Linked DNA regions of Pan troglodytes: region 1 is linked to region 2. The links are chromatin contacts, called in public Hi-C maps. All regions are on one chromosome and are shown on one strand. Each heading gives the region's core, a stretch centred on a gene start, on an enhancer-like site or on the middle of the called end of the contact. The rest is flanking DNA. Distances are from core to core; before and after follow the strand shown.

The links. Hi-C and Micro-C count contacts between places; a contact is called where the count stands out from the background.
Region 1: a contact with region 2 is called in a Hi-C map of stem cell-derived neural progenitor cells, with 3 times the contacts expected there. The contact joins the enhancer-like site here to the promoter of GALNT17 in region 2. A contact is called at or near these places in 1 of 7 Hi-C or Micro-C datasets (stem cell-derived neural progenitor cells) and 1 of 1 datasets of contacts at active chromatin or transcription factors (stem cell-derived excitatory neurons).

What each region holds. Positions count from the first base shown.
Region 1 is chr6:79,929,669-79,932,865 of NHGRI_mPanTro3-v2.0_pri, reverse strand. All of the region lies in intron 1 of GALNT17 (polypeptide N-acetylgalactosaminyltransferase 17), which reads right to left. Among named protein-coding and RNA genes, the nearest start is that of GALNT17, 180 kb to the right of the region's middle. Within about 2 kb of position 1,400, at least 9 of the 24 cell types and tissues checked have an H3K27ac peak or open chromatin away from gene starts, as enhancers often do. A contact at or near this core is called in stem cell-derived neural progenitor cells, where this site is marked.
Region 2 is chr6:79,754,098-79,757,361 of NHGRI_mPanTro3-v2.0_pri, reverse strand. It overlaps GALNT17 (polypeptide N-acetylgalactosaminyltransferase 17), which reads right to left and starts at 1,930. Exons shown (of 11, transcript XM_016957563.4): 1 at 1,209-1,930. The coding sequence starts at 1,446.

The DNA of each region.
Region 1 (3,197 bases), core at 151-2,650, 180 kb before region 2:
CAAATTCATCCCCACTCTCCCTCCACCCTTTATTATGGGAATTCCTTAATATAACTCTTATTATCATTATAATATCCTATATTCATAGGAATATTCCTCTAGTATGTAATTTGAATACTATCTCAAATAATTCTTGAAATTAATAAGCAAATGTAAATAAAAGGATAGCTTGGGGGACAACTTTTGCAGTAAATGACACGACGAAAGTGTAGACAAAAGTTATGCGAACCCAGACGAAGGCATGGTTTTCTCTCCTTGGTCTCGGCAGGGAGCATGCATGGCTTCCTCAAGGAGATAACATTTGGATGTGGTCTCGGAGGGGTGGAAACTCCTTCCCAGCAGAAGGGAAAGCGTGTGCCTCAACTCACATAAGGAAGAAGCAAATTTAGCAGGGAATGAGATGGGAGGGAGGTAGCTGGGCAGGATGGCGAGGCTGGAAAGACAAACAGGAATTAGACTGCCAAGGGTCATGGATTTATTCACTGAGTCACAGTGAACCAAGAAAGGTTTTGAGTAGGAAAGAGAAAAGAAATGATCAGGTCTGGATGCAATGACAGCATAAAAATGACTCTGACAAGAGTTGGAAAAATGGTGCTGAAGGGAAAAAAGACTAGGTAGAGGGTCACATCAGCTGTCCAAGTCAGACTCAAAAGGATTTGAGCTAGGACAAGTGGTGGATAGAGAGTAAAAAGAAATGAGCTGGGCACAGTGGCTCACATCTGTAATCCCAACACTTTGGGAGGCCGAGGTGGGCAGATCACCTGAGGTCAGGAGTTCGAGACCAGTATGGCCAACATGGTGAAACCCCGTCTCTACTAAACATACAAAAATTACCCAGGCGTAATGGTGCTTGCCTGTAATCCAGCTACTTGGGAGGCTGAGCCATAAGAAATCCATTGAATCCGAAAGGCAGAGGTTGCAGTGAGCTGAGATCGTGCCACTGCACTCCAGCCTGGGCAACAGAGCGTGGCTCCATTTCAAAAAAAAAAAACAAAAAAACTAAAGAGAAATGAAAGGCACTTCCAAAGCAGAGCCCAGAGCAGTTGCTGGCTTGTCTTCCCCAATACCCGTCACATCCCTTTTCTCATTGCATCCATGTTTATTTATCTCGTGCAAAGTGCCTGAAGCTGCAAGGTTCTGGGGATACAGAGGGGCTCTTGATCTAGCCAGGGGGACAGACAGAGGAGCCTAACAAAGAGAGGATGCTGAAGATATAAGTCCTAAATCAAATGGAGGGAGGGCAGTGAATTTGGTACAGAATGTTCAGAAAAATTCTATTCATTCCCTCCCTACTCCTGAGAAACACATAGTGATCCTGTGACATCAGCCCCAATGCCTCTTTTGAAAGCAGTTCTATAAAAGGCAATGCCAAGGAATGAGAATGGAAACCGAACAGTCTGGGTGTGGGATGACCCTTGGCAACACGGGTGAGATCACACGCTGCCTTGGTCCCGGCACTGGCAGCCAGGATCTGCTCCCTCCAAGCTGCAATCCAATGCTTCTTTCTTCCTCTGCAAATATCCTTCAAGGCTTGACAAATGTGAGTCACCACGACAAGAATAGTGCCATTCCTAAATAGCAGGTCTTTATATACTTTGTTTCCTTGCTCCTATTTGCTACTTTGTCACTGAGCTTTCCAGACAACTGTCCCCATGCAACAAACTCCCCTCTGACCCGGAGCCTTCAGACTTCCCAGAATTGGATGAAATGGAAAACACACAAGACCCCTGAATCAGGCTCAGTGAGGCACGTCCCACCTACCCACTTGCTGTGCCCCTTTTCTCCCAAAGGTCTCAGTGTGGCCTCTTTCTAATAACCAGAAACTGTGAGCTAAGCATCCCAATGAAGTAATCTTTACAATCTCCCAGAGCCAGAGAAATGCACAAATGAAAAGAAAAAAAAAATGCTTCACTCATAAGCATTGTTCTATTCTAAAAATAGTGCTCTAACCAATACTCACCAACCACTTGGACTTCAGATTTAACTTCTCATTTTCTGGTTCCTTCTAATGAGTATGCCTAACTTGGTAGAAGGAATCAGAAAATGAGAAGTTGAGTAGGAACTCTACTGCTACTCCAGAGACAGGTCTTAACGGAGCACAGAGTGGGTGCAACCAAGGAAGACTTCCTAGAGGTGGGGCTATGAAGACCAGGAAGTCTTCCTCCATTGCATCCACTCTCTGCTCTCTTAAGACCTGTCTCTATCATAGCACTTGATAAGCTGTATTATAATTTTCCGTTTAGATGCTCGTCTCCTCCAACAGATTGTGAGTTTCCTCTCTCATGGCAGAAAGTGGGTCTTATTGCCTCTGTAAGCCAGCACCTAGTGTAATAACATATACCCAGCAGGGTAAAACGTATACTCAAAAATGTGACATAAACCACAATGAGATACCACCTCACACCCATTAAAATGGCTACTGTCAAGAAAACAAAATAACAAGTGTTGGCAAGGATGTGGAGAAAGTGGTACCTTGTGCACGGCTGATGGGAATGCAAAATGCTGCAATCCCTACGGAAAACAGTATGGCGGTTCTGCAAAAAGTTAAACATAGAATTACCACAGGATCCAGGAATTTTACTTCTGGGCATAAACCCCAAAGAAATGAAAGCAGGGACCAGGGGTGGTGGCTCACGCTTGTCATCCCAGCACTTTGGGAGGCCAAGGTGGGCAGATCACTTGAGGTCAGGAGTTCAAGACCAGCCTGCCCAACATAGTGAAACCCCATCTCCACTAAAAATACAAAAATTAGCCAGTTGTGGTGGCGGGCACCTGTAATCCCAGCTACTCGGGAGGCTGAGGCAGGAGAATGGCATGAACCCAGGAGGCAGAGGCTGCAGTGAGCTGAGATCATGCCACTGCACTCCAGCCTGGGCAACAGAGCGAGACTCTGTCTCAAAAAACAAAACAAAATAAAACAAAACAGAAATGAAAGCAGGGACTTGAACAGATATTTGCACACTCATGTTCATAGTAGCACTATTTGCAATAGTCAGTAGGTAGAAGCAACCCAAGTACCCATCAACAGATGAATAAACAAAAGAGGATACATTAAGTTGGTGCAAAAGTAATTTCTGTTTTTTGCCATTACTTTCAATGGCAAAAACAGCAATTATTTTTGCACCAGCCTAAGATGTAAACATACAATGGATTCAGCCTTCAAAAGGAAGGAAATCCTAACACATGCTACAACTTGA
Region 2 (3,264 bases), core at 681-3,180:
GTCAAGCGCACAGGCTCTGTGGTCAACCAGACACAGGGTTCTGATTCCAAACTCTACTATTATTCCGATTACAGAGGTTTGAGGCGCAGTTATATCTTATTTAACACAGGGCAACTTAGTTAACCTCCCCTCGCTTAGTCTTCTCATTTCCCCTCTGGGGATGGGTGGAGCCTCGCTGGACAGATGTGAACATACAGTGAGATAATGTACTTGTAATGTCTTTGCACGCATCTGGCACAGAGCAAGAATTCCATCAGTTATTATTATCACGATCTTCCTGATTATCTGCAGTTCGTTTGAGAACATGAGTTACAAGCTCAGAAAGGGAGGAGGTAGTCTGTACCTAAGTACGTATCTGCCTTGGATAACCCCACGCATCCTGGAAACCTGCCTGTACTCAGGTAGGTAACACTCACTCTGAGGTTGGGGACAGCTAGTGTCCAATGACCTGGCCCAGGTGTGACGAGAGCACATAAAAAGTCTCCCTCTTCTCCTGAAGTACTGAGCACAACATTTTAGATGGGACAGATTCTGACAATTGTCACTAATGGGATGCCACATCTCTCTTTGCTACATTCTGGAAACTTCGCAGGCCCACCCTGAGCTTTAACAATCGCCCCTCCGCAGCCCCCAAGGAGAAACACAGGCGGCAGGAAGGGAGGAGTCCTCATTCTTAGCTGAGCAGCTCGCCTCATAGACAGATGACATATTCCTCCCATATACTACCTAAGCGCATTAGCTCCGCGACCTGGGGCCTTGACTTTGTCTGCAGACATCTAAGCCCTCCAATCTCCCAGGCTCCCTACTGGTACCACACCAAACGCTGGGCTCTAACACTATTTTCCTCCTACACGTCTGCCCGCGCGCCTCCAGTCCCATTTGGCCGCTCCACTAGTTTCTGCGCTCGGGCTGGAGTCGCCAGGGAATGATTTCCAGTCCGCACGCGGGGACCGGGAGCCAACTGTACTGACATGTTTCCAGGATAAAACCAAATTTGCAGGTGGGGCACAGAAAAGAATCAGGCAAGTTGTTCTTTCCAGCAGCCCCGGCCATCTGCCCGAAACGGGGCAGGAAGGGTAAGAAGGAGCGCGCGGGAGCCAGGATGTGCCGGCTCCCAGGCACAGGACGCAGCGCGCAGGGACCCTGGGGCTCACCCTGTGCCTGGCCCGTCCGCGCCGAGCCCCGGAGGCGCCGGCGTGCGTCCTTACCATTCAGCTGCCGGTACACGATGTCCTCCAGCAGCGACAGGCGCTTCAAGACCGCATCCTGGATGGGGCTGGCGCTGTGCGCGCTGAGGTTGGCCACCTCGGCGCGCGGCCGGATCTCGTGGAAGGCGTCTCCGCTGCGCACCGCGATGGGCCGGCACTTGGCCAGGAAGAGCACGAAGCCAGCTACCGCGATCAAGTTCAACACCAACAGCACTTTGACTCTTCTCAGTGAAGCCATCAAACAGCCCGGCCGGCCCTCGCCCCGGACCCGCGCCCCCTCGGGCTCCGGCGAGGCGCGGGGCAGCCAGGGGCCGTGCAAGCCTCACACACCAGACGGCCGGCAGGGATCCAAGCCCCTGCTCGTCCCACCTCAAGGATGCTCGGGCGGCGGAGACGGCTGGGAGGTCGGGTTGGTGGTGGGGAGAACGGAATCGCTCACATGGAAGTCCTCGCTCTGCAGAAGTGCTCCCCGAGACGCCTGATCAGTCCACGGCGCACGACCCCTTCCAGGCGTCTCCGCGAAAGGCCAGGAACTTGGGGGTTTCTCTTCTGCACCAGCAAGTGGTTCGCCTCTGGACCTCTAGCCGCCGGCGCCGCGGACTCCGAGGCCGGCAGGCGGGGCTGCCCGGGAGGCGCAGAGGGAGCGGCGCGCAGGTGCCGGGCTCAGGGATCGCCGCCCGCCCACGGCGGAGCGCGCTGCGCCTGGGGCCGCACAGCCTCCACCCTGGCCCGCAGGCGGCCGTCGCGGCGCGCCACCCGCGCTCTTCAGCGGAAGACCCGCTCCCCCGGGCGGGCGCCTTTGTTCCGCTCACCGACCCGCTCCATCGCTCCGGGCAGAGGGGAAGCCCGCTCGGGGCGCCCGCATCCTCCAGGCTCCGCAGTCACGCTCAAGTCTCAATTACTCTCAAAGTGGGAGCAGCACTAGGGGGCGGGCGCCGGGCCGAGCGCTACGTCCTCTCCGCCCCCCGCGCGGGGTCCACCCCACCCCGCCGGCAAACTCACCAGCGCGCACAGCGCCGCCGGCTCCCGGACACGTTCCAAGCCCCCAAACCGCGCCGAGAGCCTTCGGGGCCTTCAGGGCACACCGGCCTGTCTCGGAGCTGGCGCGTCGCGAGGCTGGCCGGAAGGAGTCGGACCTCAAAAGTCACAGCAGTTCTCTACCCCCTCCCAAAACGTCGCGGGCAGCGCAGCGGGGAGGTACGCGCGCCGAATCACCCTCCGCTCGCCAGATCCGGCCGCGCGGCTCGTCCCGCGCCCCCGGGAGCCAAACGCCGAGTCTCCCAATTGGCGGACGCGGTGACACCGCCGCTGCGGCACCGAGAGCCACACAGCCCCGGAGCTGAGGAGCCCGGAGGGGACGCGCAGGTGGCGGCGGAGGGCGGGGCGCGGTCCGAGGGGAGCGGCGGCGGCGCCAGCTCCTCCTCCGCCGCTCTTCGCCACCCTGTCCCCGAGAGGCTGTCGGCCGCCGCCGCCTCCCGCAGGCTGCCGAGCGCACAGCTCCCCGTCTCGCCGACTCGTGCGCGCGCACCCGGGCAGGGCGGGGGCTTCTGGAGAGTGGGGACCGCGCGGGATGGAGGCAGTCAAGGCATGCTGGCTGCGGCCGGCGCTGGAGGGACCCTTTAGTTCTCAGTACTCCCCGAGCGGGCGGGTTCGTTCCATCCCGGTTGGCGATGAAGACATCCTTTTCTGTGTGCTCGCGGCTCCGCGCTGCGTGGCCAGGAATGGCTAGAGGGAAAATCTGGCCTGGAGGCTCGGATTCTGAGACTTTCGGAGCCAGGCCGGGCGTGAGCGGGCTTGAGGGGGTTCTCTGCGTGCGAGAATTCTAACCTACCCATTCACTGCTTCTAGGCCCACCCACTGCTCTGTTCAAATTTTATTATAAGAAGCATATTCATTTGGCTCCTGGTTTTCCACTACCTCTTCCTCTTCCCAAAACCCAGGAACTCGAAATACTGGAATTCAACGCCCCCCCCCCTCCCCGTTGATCCATTTAATTCCTTGGGTCTAAAATAGAAATCAGGCCGCCAACTAATAAAAATCAGGCAGCAAAGCTAAA